Regions from separate parts of the Sus scrofa genome. Here regions 1 and 2 are each linked to region 3. A link is a contact called in public HiChIP or PLAC-seq data. All regions are on one chromosome and are shown on one strand. Each heading gives the region's core, a stretch centred on a gene start, on an enhancer-like site or on the middle of the called end of the contact. The rest is flanking DNA. Distances are from core to core; before and after follow the strand shown.

Region 1 (3,884 bases), core at 914-3,413, 750 kb before region 3:
TGCACTTGGAGCCTAAGGCCCAGGTGGAAGCTCTGGCCCGAGGACGAGCCTGCCCCTCCAGCCCTCCTGGAGATCCTCCCATGGAGAATGGGGTCCGCTCCCACGGGCTCCAGGATCCGGGATGCACAGCCCACCTAAAGAGTGTGTTTCTTTCCAGGGACCAAAGGCCGACCTCTACCTCCACACAGACTGGCTGGCTAGCACAGCCCAAAGACTTCCACTTTTCCTGATGGCTTCAGGTGCCTTGCTGCCCCGGAGAACACTGTGGCTCATGTCCCTCAGCCTAACTGGAAGAAGGATTTCTGAGCTGGAGGCAATATTTTTGCATATTCAAAATGTAACCCCCCTGTAAGGCTGGATCGAACACCCTGGATCCTTGTACCCGATAGGGTACCCGATAGGGGGGAAAACCCAGCCAAGGCCCCCACCCAGAGCCAGCATCAGAGGACCACAGCCTGAGCCAGGAGTAGATTTCTTGGGGTGTGAATGCAGAGCTGAGGCCCATACCTATCTTGTGTATGCATGTGTGTATGAGTGTGTGTAGTATATGTGTCCTGAGAACACTGGGTGAGGTAGTACAGATGATCTCATTGGGCTTTCACTAAGGTCAGATGCCCAGACAACCCCAGAAAACACATTCCTAACTACTTGCCTGGAGTGTTTTCCAAAAGGAGTTTGGACCCTCCTCCTGCCACCCTCCCCCAACACAGACTATCCTTGGAAGAAAAAAGTCGAGAAATTGACACAAACATAAATACACAGCAGACGAAACCACAGAGGATCAGGGGGAGATCCCAAGGCAGGGAGGGGGTAGCTGGGAAAGCAAGGGGACACGTCTAAGACTTGGGGACCTTCAACTGATGAAACTGCTGGTGTTGCAGTCTGACCTAACAGGACTTCCCTCTTCTCCCTCTCCCAGCTGACATTTTTTTGGGGTCTCACAGCAACCTAGTCTCCAAACACAGGCATTTCTTCAACCTTAAGAGAAATGACATGGGCCTCCAAGTAATAGATTTAAACGACGTCAGATTAAAAAAAATCATTAATTGTAAACGTGCAAAATACCTGCTGGTACTTCAATTTAGAAGAATGTAATTGGCAGAAAGAAAAAAAAAAGAGGAAAAAAGAGGCGACTGATGAATAGATAATAGATCTTTAACCACCAATAAACAGAGAGCAGCGCCAGCAGCCTGGGGGATGTGATCATAATTATGCCGCTGCGTGAGCCAATGGGGACGAGGGAACTCAGCCCTAAAATCATCCCAAAACCGAAGGCGAGCTCGAAAATGCGGACACGGCCTGGGACCGGAGAAGCGATCTGTACTCCCTAGTTGCAAGCCCTAGGTTTGCACAGCGATCCGCCGCCTGGGACAACAGATGGCAGAATAATAATAGAAATAGAGATAATAATAATAACTGTAATAATAACAGCAGCGATAATAACACCGACAACCACATTAACCGAAACAATAACGACAACGTCTCAGTAATAGTAGTACCACGTTAGCCTCTCCCTTGACCTTGGATCCCCCCCAGTCCCAGATGTTGCAGAAGGAATTGTGTTTTTTTGGGGGGTGGGGGTGGGGATGAGCACCCTCCCAGAGAGAAAAATTAAGTGCCTGTGGGAGAGTGGGAAGCCCGCCGCCCGGGGAAGGTTCAGCCGCTCCGTCCCAACTCGCAAACGGACGAGCCCAGCCAAGAATCGCGAACGCAGCGACCCCGGACCTCAAAGCTTTGCGTAGTTGGAGGACACCCTGCTCGGGCCTCTCTCCTCACCTAGGAAACCGACAGGAGTTTTGCTGGGGGTGGGGATTGGTCCGACCGAACAGCTCCGTTACCCTCGTCCGGAACCAACCCTTGCCCGCTTACCCTCGCGTGCTCCCGGGGCGATCCCAGGTCCTCTGATGCCGGGCCGCGGGGGGCAGTAGCAGAGGAGAGCTACGCACAAGAAATCTGTGTCACTGTGTCCATCTGTCCCACCAGCTTGGGCTCAGCAGGTTCAGGATCCAGGGGATCGCAGCGGAGGCCGCGCCGGCTGGGGACTCTGCAAGGACCGGGGTGCCCCGGAGGGAGTGGTGTTGGTGGTGGAAAAGGAGGCGGTGGCTGAGGGGGAGGAGGTGGGGAAAGAGGAGGAGGAGAAGAAGGAGGAAGAGGAGGAGGAGGAGGAGAAGAAGCCGAAGGAAGAGGAGGAGGCGAAAGAGGAGAAGAAGCCGCAGCGGGCGCCGCAGGAGCGAGTGAGCTAGGAGCGCGGGGTTACGGCGCGAAGAGGCCAGGCGGCCCGGCGGGCGCAGGAGGTTCGGCCAAGGCAGCGGCGCCGACTCCGTTCCACTCTCGGCCCGGATCCAGGCCTCCGGGTTCCCAGGCGCTCGCCTCCCTCTGACGCACTTTAAAGAGTCTCCCCCCTTCCACCTCAGGGCGAGTAATAGCGACCAATCATCAAGCCATTTACCAGGCTTCGGAGGAAGCTGTTTATGTGATCCCCGCACTAATTAGGCTCATGAACTAACAAATCGTTTGCACAACTTGTGAAGAAGCGAACACTTCCATGGATTGTCCTTGGACTTAGGGCGCCCTGCCCGCCTTTTGCAGAGGAGAGAAAACTTTTTTTTTTGCCTCCCCCGAGAAACTCCCCCCCCCGCGCGCCTCTAACTCCGATCCCCCCACGCCATCTCGCCCCCCCCCAAAAAAAATTACCCCAATCCACGCCTGCAAATTCTTCTGGAAGGATTTTTCCTCCTCTCTCCAGGTTGGGCGCGTTTGGTGCAAGATTCTCGGGATCCACGGCGTTCTCTCTCCCTCCCCCTCCCCCTCCTTTCCTTTTTCCTTTCCTTTCCTTTCTTTCTTCCTTTCCTCCCCCCACCCCCACCCCCAACAAACAAGTCCCCAATTCCCGTCCGTCCTTGCCGCGGGCAGCGGACAGCGGGCGGCGGAGGCAGCGCGCCGCGGTCGCCGGGAGCCGGGAGCCCCGGGCGCCCGCTCCTCGGCACAGCATGTTCCAGCCGGCGCCCAAGCGCTGCTTCACCATCGAGTCGCTGGTGGCCAAGGACAGTCCCCTGCCCGCCTCGCGCTCCGAGGACCCCATCCGTCCCGCGGCGCTCAGCTACGCCAACTCCAGCCCCATAAACCCGTTCCTCAACGGCTTCCACTCGGCCGCCGCCGCCGCCGCCGGCAGGGGCGTCTACTCCAACCCGGACTTGGTGTTCGCTGAGGCGGTCTCGCACCCGCCCAACCCCGCCGTGCCAGTGCACCCGGTGCCGCCGCCGCACGCCCTGGCCGCCCACCCCCTGCCCTCCTCGCACTCGCCACACCCCCTCTTCGCCTCGCAGCAGCGGGACCCGTCCACCTTCTACCCCTGGCTCATCCACCGCTACCGATATCTGGGCCACCGCTTCCAAGGTACGTGCCACGTCGCGGGGCTGCAACGCGCCGCATCCCTCACCACCCTCGGCCTGCTCGGGATAGGCGCCTGGCGAGGCCTGGACGGAGCTTCCTCCGGCTCGACCGTCCGCGCGCGCCGGCTACGGAAACAGGGCGGCAAGGGGCCGGGCACCGTGTTAGTCCCCAGTCTCCGAGCAGCGGCCGGTTTGGGGGCCGGCCTGCGGCTGCTGGTCCCTTTTAGGGAAGGGTGCAGACAGAGGACTTGTTCCCGAATGTTCTCGGGTCCAGGCAGGCTGTCCCAGGCAGCTCCGAGTGCCTGCCAGCAAGGAATCCGGAGCCCGCGAGGTCCCCAGGCTCTCCGTCTCCTCCGCGAGGCCCTAGACACCCAGGCTCCGAGGGGGCGCGGACAGGGCCCGGCGGCCAGGTTCGCCTTCGACTGCGTTCGATCCTGTTCGCCACCTACTCCGAGCCCCTGCATCCCAGACCCGCGACTTGGTTTCTGACCC
Region 2 (4,053 bases), core at 422-2,921, 900 kb before region 3:
AAGGGCAGAGGACATTAACACAAAAAATGTAATACAGAAAGTACAGAGAACTACAATACGTTTCCAACTCTTTTCCAATTTGCTGAGGAAAACTTTTCGTTTCCGATGGATACTCCCTCTGCCCCGAAAGTTGCCAAAGCATCACCGCCAAAACTGGTCCGCAGTTGCAAAATACAACAGCCCTGGGCTACCAGCACACGCTTCAAGCCTGCACTTCGTATCCAGGAACAATTTCTCAATGAAGCCGAGGTGATGCTGCAAAGTTGCCTTCAATGCAGCAACCACGTACAGAACAGTTTCTCAACAGTCCCAGAGCCAACTCCCGGGGTGGGGGCAGGAGGCTGGACTTCCCTTCCATTTTCAATAGGCTGCTTTGAGCCACGCTGACAGCTCCTTGGATGCCCAAGACACAAGAAGAGTTTTCTAGCTCCTATTAATGCCCTTCGGAAGCAAAGAATGTGGGCACTACTTGCCTTTATCTAGGGCCCTGTCCAGGGCTGGGGATATATCATTGCTCTTCCTGCCCCAACCCAGTCGGCAGGCCCGAGTTCCCAGCAGCCAGGCCCCCACCCCACCTCCCTCTCACCTGATCTTGTAACTCGGCAGCGTGTGCTTGCGCTTGATGATTTTCTTGAGCTGGTTGACGATGATGGAGGTGAGCTGGGGCATGGGCCGCCCTTCGAACTGGGAGCGCACCTCGAAGTCGATCAGTGGGTCCTCCACGAAGGAGAAGAACCAGTGGGTGAAGGGCACGCGGGTGAGGACGAAGCGCAGCCTCCCCTCCACCCGGGACAGCTTGACGAACAGGTAGGCGGACTTGCCGAAGACCAGGTCCACGTCGATGGCCAAGTGGAAGCCTCCGTCGTACTCCACCTCCGCCTCAAAAGCCAGCTCCTCGGGGGAGGTGGCGGGTAGCGCCTCCCCTTCTGGGCCATCGGGCTCCCCGGTGGCCGAGGGCACCACGGGCCGGAGAAGCCGGATGGTCTTGATGAAGGGCACGGTCTCGCCCAGGAACACGTCCCGCAGGCTCAGCCCCTCCAGCAGGCGCCCGGCCGTCTTGGTCTGCAGCAGCTCCTCGAACTCCACCTTGATCTTCTTGGTGACCCAGCGGCGGGCCAGCGCGGTGTCCCGCAGCTCCCGGAACAGGAACAGAATGGTGGCGTTGAGGAAGTAGCAGGTCTCCCGCGTCGGCGGGGCGGGGGTCTCGGGGGTCGGGGTCGCGCCGCCCTCAGGGGACCCGCCGGCGGGCTCCTCAGCCCCGCCGCCGCCATAAAGGTACTCCCGCAGGGCCAGGCCCGGCACCGGCTTGATGTAGCGGAAGCCTTCGGCGGCGCGGGCGGCCTCGTCCGGTGGCGGCAAGGGCTGTTTGCGGTAAAGCAGCAGAAACTGGGTGAGGAGCGTGAGGAAGGAGCCCAGCACGGCCGATGCCAGGATCATGAGCAGCAGCCCCATCCCGCCACCGCCTCCGCCCGGGGCGCCCGGGCCCTCGTCCCTGCGCCCACTGCGCTGCTTTCTTCACGCCGCCTTCCCCGCTGCCACCATCTTGAGGACATCGGGCGACGGGGTCCGGGCGAGCGGCTCCGTCGGCCTCGTCCAGCGGCTCCGGCCCGCGCGGCGCAGCGCCAGAGCCTGCAGCGGCCCGCGCCTCCTCAGACACTCCCGTAGGCGGCCGCTGAGGCGGAGGCGGCGGGGGCGGGAGGGGGCGGGACGGCGTCTTCCTCCGACCTCCGCTCATTGGAAGAACGGCGCGTGACATCAGCAACGTGCTCGCTCCCGACGGCGTCGCCTGGCAGCCAGCGCCCGGGCACGCGTACGCGGGTCCTTCATCACCTCCTAGCGCCCTTCCAGCCCCGCCCCCCCAGACCAACATTCCAATCCCCCGCAATCCACGTGGCTGTCACTTCTGAAGTCGTTGTCGGAATCAAGAGGATAACTGGGGCCACCAGTTGGAGGATAAGGAGGCCGGGCGGAGATGGCACGCGGCGTTCTTGATCCTGGTCTTCTCGTTATCTTCTAACGCGCCCATCCCCCCTCATTGGCCGCGATCCCTGTCTGTTACCTCTGCTGCAGTGTGATTCTTCCCCTCACACCCCAGAGAATAGGCTGACGGCTTTCCCTGCAGGGCAGCGCCGCAGAGGATCTGAGCTGGCCGTTTGCGACTTTCCAAGCCGAGGACAAGATTAGACTGCCTCAGAGACTGCCGTCGCCGACCATCAGTCTGACCAGCGGACGCTCTGCGTCCGCGGAGGGTGGGCCCTGGGAAGGAGGGACGAGAAAAAAGGCGTCAGATGTGAACTAACTTTATCACCTAGGTGGATATTCGAGATTTGAATGATAGAGACGTAAAAGAGCCAGTCCGAGGTTGAGCGAGATGAATTAGCAGGATGATTGGAAGACGTATAGAGCCTCACTGTCAAGTTCTTGCAGGGTTTAGTGTATGATTACATTTAGTCCTTTTAAGAGACAGAGTTAGCCACCACCCACTTTACAGATGCAAACACTGGCGCAGAGAGGCTAAGGAAGTTGCCTAGGGTCACACAATGGAGACTGATTTTTCTAAAACTAAATCTTAAACTCTTGTCCATTACTCTGGACTATGATACCATATAGTTGGAAGGGGGTTTACTGTATCCAGGTGCACAGGAAGGGGAAGTTGGGCAGGGGTTCGGAGCGGGGGGTGGGGTAGGTACTTCAGGGAATTTTGCATAGGGTAGCACTTTGACAAAAGCCAGAGTTAATGAAGCCAGGTTGCCCAGCAACACTATTACTCCTCCTGCCCTCTGGTTACATCATAAATGCTTAATGTGTTCCAACTACATGGATACTCCAACGATCTACCCCTACTCCAACCAGGGTCAGCTATTCCATACCTAAAAGTCAGGCTGAGCCTGGCTGTCTTTAAGGGGCCAGGGCAGTGCTCCTCTCTAGCCCTGGAAGATCTCCAAGCCAGTGCCTGTCCTGAGTCTGGGTGATTCTAGAACAAAAAACAGAGTTCTCCCCATTCTGACCCAACCGAAGCAGGTATAGAACTTAGGAACGCGGCGGATCTCATCTCACTTACTCAGGTGTGAGACCAGAATGGCTCCTTTACTCTGCAAAGGTAAGCAGGCTGAGGGAAGCCGGCTGAAAACCATAATCCACATCCTGTAGATGTCAGAGCCCTGCCAGGATATCTGGGAGTTCCAGGAAACTTCTTTGCTTGTGGTCACCTCTGGCTCCTGGCCTCTGCTTCTGGGCTGCTATCTCAGTTCTACACTGTTTCATCCCAAATGGGAACTAGAGACCACTCCTCAATTTCCACCAAAACCTAATTCATAACCCTCCTGCACCACTGTAGCTGGAGATGCCACAGAAGCCGGAGGTGGGGTGGAAGATTATCTGAGTAATCTTCATATTACTGAGACACAAAATCTTCCAAGAATGTATTAATCCATTCTGCATCTTAAAATATCCTTCAACCACCTCCCTTCCCCACAAGGAAAGTCGGTGATTTTCTGGGAAAGAGTACTTGGTCTCATACTCCATCTCGCAGGTGCCTCCCTCTTCTCCCTCATACCTCTTCCTTATTCCTCAGATTACCTTTGGGAATCCCAAATCTTCTCAATCCATTATACAGGGTCCCCAGCAAAACTTGCCCCCTGAGGAGTGCACTCCAAATCCAGGAAGGAGCTTAGCACATTTTGGGGAAAAGAATATTTTCCCCATGTGTTAAAATAGCAAACATGTATTGAATACTTACAATAACAATAAATTATTATATTTATAGAGAATTTATGTGCCAGGCATAGTGTTAAGCATTTAATATACCTTATCTCATTTAAAAATCAAAATGTCCATGAGTGTTGGAGCTGTCCCTCCACCCTGCCCAGGCCTGGGGTAGCCAGTCCAGCTCTTGGCTGGCTGACCTCAACATAGCACACCTGCCAATCAACCCCCACATGTCAACCTGCAAATGTCTGCCAGGTTGGGGGCTTTTCTTCTTTTGCCTTTCACTCAGTGATTCAACTAAGCAGGGTTTCTGAACCTTGCACTACTGCCATTTGGAGCTGGAAA
Region 3 (3,759 bases), core at 343-2,842:
TCATTGCTGTACAGGGCATACAAACAATGTGACAGGCAGTTTTACCCTTAATCCTCACAATGACCCTTCCACTAGGAATTATTAGCTAAACCCCTTTTACAAATGAGGTAACTGACTCACCTGATACACTGCGATCCATTTATTTTAGAGAAATAGAACTCTACAGGTTCAAAACTCTAAAGAGGGCAGAGTTTAAATAGTAATACATTCTTAGAGACAAAGATTTGAGGGTGAGGCTGAAGAAGGTCCCCAGCCTATAATCTGATAAAATTTGATTAAGAAGAATTTTTTTCTCACTTTTTAAAAGCTACATAAAATGCTATACTAAACTGCATACATCAAAGTCACATTCAGAGGTCTTGTATTGTAATAATGTCACATTTTCTGGAAGACCTGACAACTGTTTATAACCAAAACCCAATCTGAGCAGTTTATTGGGTAAATGTCTCCAGCTTCTAACACTCCAGAATTTCAATTCCATTATTACCAAAGGAAGCTGTCTTATTTCCCATATTTTGTATTCAATTAGAACTAATCAGAGAAACCTGAATCTTGCCCCATCTGAATTTAATCTTCCTTGTATGACAAACATAAATCATCACCCACCAATCTGAAGATTGTTTTAAATAATTTACACAATAATCACTTTCTGTGATTGTGAATTAGGTACTTAATTAAAATACTTTTAAGCATGTTACTATCAACATTAATGTAATGTAACATTAATGTAATGCAACATTAATGTCCTATTCACGTTTATGAAATAAATGTGTTCCCATTTCTCAAAAAGGTAGAGAAAGAACAACTGAATCAGAGGCCACACTTCAGATTTAAGTTATCAATCTGATTACCCAGATAAACCGTTTATTTAGCAGGATTCTGCATGTATGGACATGTTTTAATTAAAGAGGGTGTTTTGTTTAGCCAAGGGCTAGAAAACTCTTTCCCAGACTCAAGACCCTACATGGAAAGATTTACAGGTAACCAATAACATTTCGAGGCTCATTTTAAATCGGTTGCAGCTGTGAGAATACTTACACGGTTCAAGACAGAGAGAGGGTGGCTCTAGAAAGGTACACTTTTCTTGCTTGGCTGCACAACCCGGTCCTCTGCAGGCTCGCCGGCAGCAGCGCCACACTCCGATCCCCAAAACGGGAAGAGTCCCCTCCCGGCCCAGAACTAAGCGCTAAGCGCCGCAGATTCTGATGTAGGATGTCTAGCTTGCTGACACTCCCATTAACTGCAGCTCTTTCCCGGGTACAGCGACTGTAAACAGGAGCCGGTTTCCCGGAGCGAAAGCCTCCTTACTCTCACTCTGGCTGGGGTAGGAAGGAGAACCCCTTTCCGACCAACAGGCTGGGGAAGGCGCTCCGACGCCCGGTCTGAGCAAAGCGGAAGCCAGCTCCGCCGACGCTCCCGCGGGCCCAGCGGAGATGCTATGAGACCGCTCGCGCTGGCCCCCCAAGTCCCCGCACCCTGCCTTCCCAGACCCGTCTCACCGGAGCCTGCGCCGGCCGGGACCCAGCCCCGCACTCAGCCGTACTCACCGGTCCGGAGCCGGCCGCCCGTCAGCCATCTTAAGACCCACCAACAACGCGCTTTCTCATTGGCTCCGGCATATCAGCCAATGGGCTGGGGCCATTCTGGCCTGCGGTCGCCATGGCAACCGGCCGAGCTCCACTCTGCTATTAAATCCGTAAGAAATGAGCAGTTTTTTCCTTTCTCCTTCTCTACCCGCTTTTCTCTCGCCGTTTTCTCCTTTATTATGGACTTTTAAAAGACTTTGTTCTTTCTCCATCCCCTGCCGTACTCCGGCGCTCTCAGGTGAGGAAAGAGCTGGTTGAACAGAGTTCATTGCCCAAGGAGGGAGAGTCACTGCGGAAGCTCTCTAGACATTTCTGGGAACGTTTCCATTCATTCGTCCTTTCCCCCTCGCTCTCTTGCCGTTTCCCCCGCTTTTCTGCACATATTTATGGAGCAGGCACCCTGCCAGCCTCTATTTAGAGCTAAAGGGTCCCAACTCCTGCTCTCGTGGCGGCTGCTTCACTGACCAGCAGTGTGCCCTTGGCCAAAAGCTCTTTGAGCTCCTTTTCCGTGGGAGCCACTGGTTGAGGCTCTGAGAAGGGGCTTGGGGAGGGGGAAGCGTAGAAAATAAGCAAGGGGAAGAAAAGCTCTAGTAAGAAAATAATATGACCGTGATGGAGCTGTTTTAGAATGCTGCCATTTTCTGAAAAAAACATTCTGTAAAAATAAGAATACGTTCCTATTTGCTAATGCTGTGACGATTATATAACAAAATGCACATGAACTCCTTAAGCCATTACCTACAGTAATTTTTAGTCTTTCAGCCATTTGTTGTTATTGTCCTTAACATTGTGAATAATGCCTTTTTTAGAAATATCCTAAAAATGTGTAAAACTTTTGTATATGCACTCAATAACATAGCACGATGTAGTGTAAACACATGTTTATTATTTAACTCTCTACACACCTCACCCCCATTGATGTGGCAGGTGTATGGAGTAGTTGATGACCCCAGAGTCATAGCAGAACCCGAACTGACAAGCTTAGGTTGTGAAGGTCCTTTCTCACTCTCACATCCCCTGATTCTAGAATGGAATCTGGGCTGAGTGATTCACAGATCTGCATGAAACTCTCCTGGCCAAAGGTACTCAGCCTCTCACTAATGTTTTCCCTGAATCCAAATCTGTGAAAAGTTAAGGAAGATGTGCACGAAAATGCTGTTGTGCTGGTTACATTGAGCCTCTCAGTTGCTGACTTGAGCTGCATAATGAAATGCCACAGACTAAGTAGCTTAAACAACAAAAATTTTTATTTCTTACAATTCTGGAGGTTGGGATGGCTAAGATCAAGGCACTGGCAAAGAGGTCTCATTCTGAGGCCTCTTCTCTTGGCTTGTAGGCAGCAGTCATCTTGCTGTGTGCTCCTGAGATCTCTGTGCATTTGCGTAAGGAGGGGGAGAGAAAAAGGAACGGGTATCTGGTGTTTCTTCATAAAAGGACTCTAATCATGCTGGCTCAGAGACCTGCCCTTATGACCACATGTAACCTTAATTAATTGCCTGAGGGCCCCATCTCCAAATACAGCTGCCCTGGAAGTTAGGATTTCAATGTATGAATTTTAGGGGTACCCAGACATTCAGTCCATAACAAATTCTGATGGTGGAAGTGTAACCAAAATGGGGAAAGAGAGCTCAAAGGAGTAAGAATGAGATATGGATAGGAAGGAAATATTGTTGGCCTGCTTTAGAACTATCTGGATTGTTTCTGTATGTGTTCCACCAAAGAATGCTCATTGTTTACAGCATATAATGTGCAAAGGATAGAGGGGGATTCGAAGTATAAGTCCTCCAAAGACTTACTCCCACTAGATTTCAACCTCAAAGTTTTCTGAAAAGTCCTATTCCAAAAATAGCTATTTTAAAATCCTCTCAATGTTAATTTGAAAATTCTCAAATACCTAATTGTTTATGATATAGTATTTCTATAATAAGTATAGATAGCTCAGACTTTTCTTCTGGTTTTGGTTATAAAACTTTCAGTCTCTGGATATTATGATTTTTGCCAGTTTTCTGGAGGAAATGTCAGTCATTTGATTTATTTTAATCAATAAATTTGCCTTCCCTCCAGCAAATTCCTGCCCTGGAAACCTGCCAAACCATGCATTTTGTGAATGAAATACTTGTATTTGTGAGATTTCTATGAAATATAGAATTATTGAATATCTTTTACTAAATCA

What was found. HiChIP or PLAC-seq counts read pairs in DNA pulled down with a chosen protein or histone mark.
Region 1: a contact with region 3 is called in an H3K27ac HiChIP or PLAC-seq map of skeletal muscle, with 7 times the contacts expected there. The contact joins the promoter of EMX2 here to the promoter of FAM204A in region 3. A contact is called at or near these places in 1 of 5 promoter capture datasets (liver) and 1 of 2 datasets of contacts at active chromatin or transcription factors (skeletal muscle).
Region 2: a contact with region 3 is called in an H3K27ac HiChIP or PLAC-seq map of alveolar macrophages. The contact joins the promoter of PDZD8 here to the promoter of FAM204A in region 3. A contact is called at or near these places in 2 of 5 promoter capture datasets (fetal skeletal muscle and liver) and 1 of 2 datasets of contacts at active chromatin or transcription factors (alveolar macrophages).

Annotation. Positions count from the first base shown.
Region 1 is chr14:127,647,801-127,651,684 of Sscrofa11.1, forward strand. EMX2 (homeobox protein EMX2) reads left to right here and starts at 2,164. Exons shown (of 3, transcript XM_005671489.3): 1 at 2,164-3,396. The coding sequence starts at 2,991. LOC102164998 (a long non-coding RNA gene) reads right to left here and starts at 2,006. Exons shown (of 4, transcript XR_002338715.1): 1 at 1,870-2,006.
Region 2 is chr14:127,500,750-127,504,802 of Sscrofa11.1, forward strand. It overlaps PDZD8 (PDZ domain-containing protein 8), which reads right to left and starts at 1,672. Exons shown (of 5, transcript XM_001927541.4): 1 at 587-1,672. The coding sequence starts at 1,452.
Region 3 is chr14:128,400,953-128,404,711 of Sscrofa11.1, forward strand. It overlaps FAM204A (family with sequence similarity 204 member A), which reads right to left and starts at 1,593. Exons shown (of 10, transcript NM_001185171.1): 1 at 1,548-1,593; 2 at 1,039-1,266. LOC110256774 (a long non-coding RNA gene) reads left to right here and starts at 1,572. Exons shown (of 3, transcript XR_002338732.1): 1 at 1,572-1,696.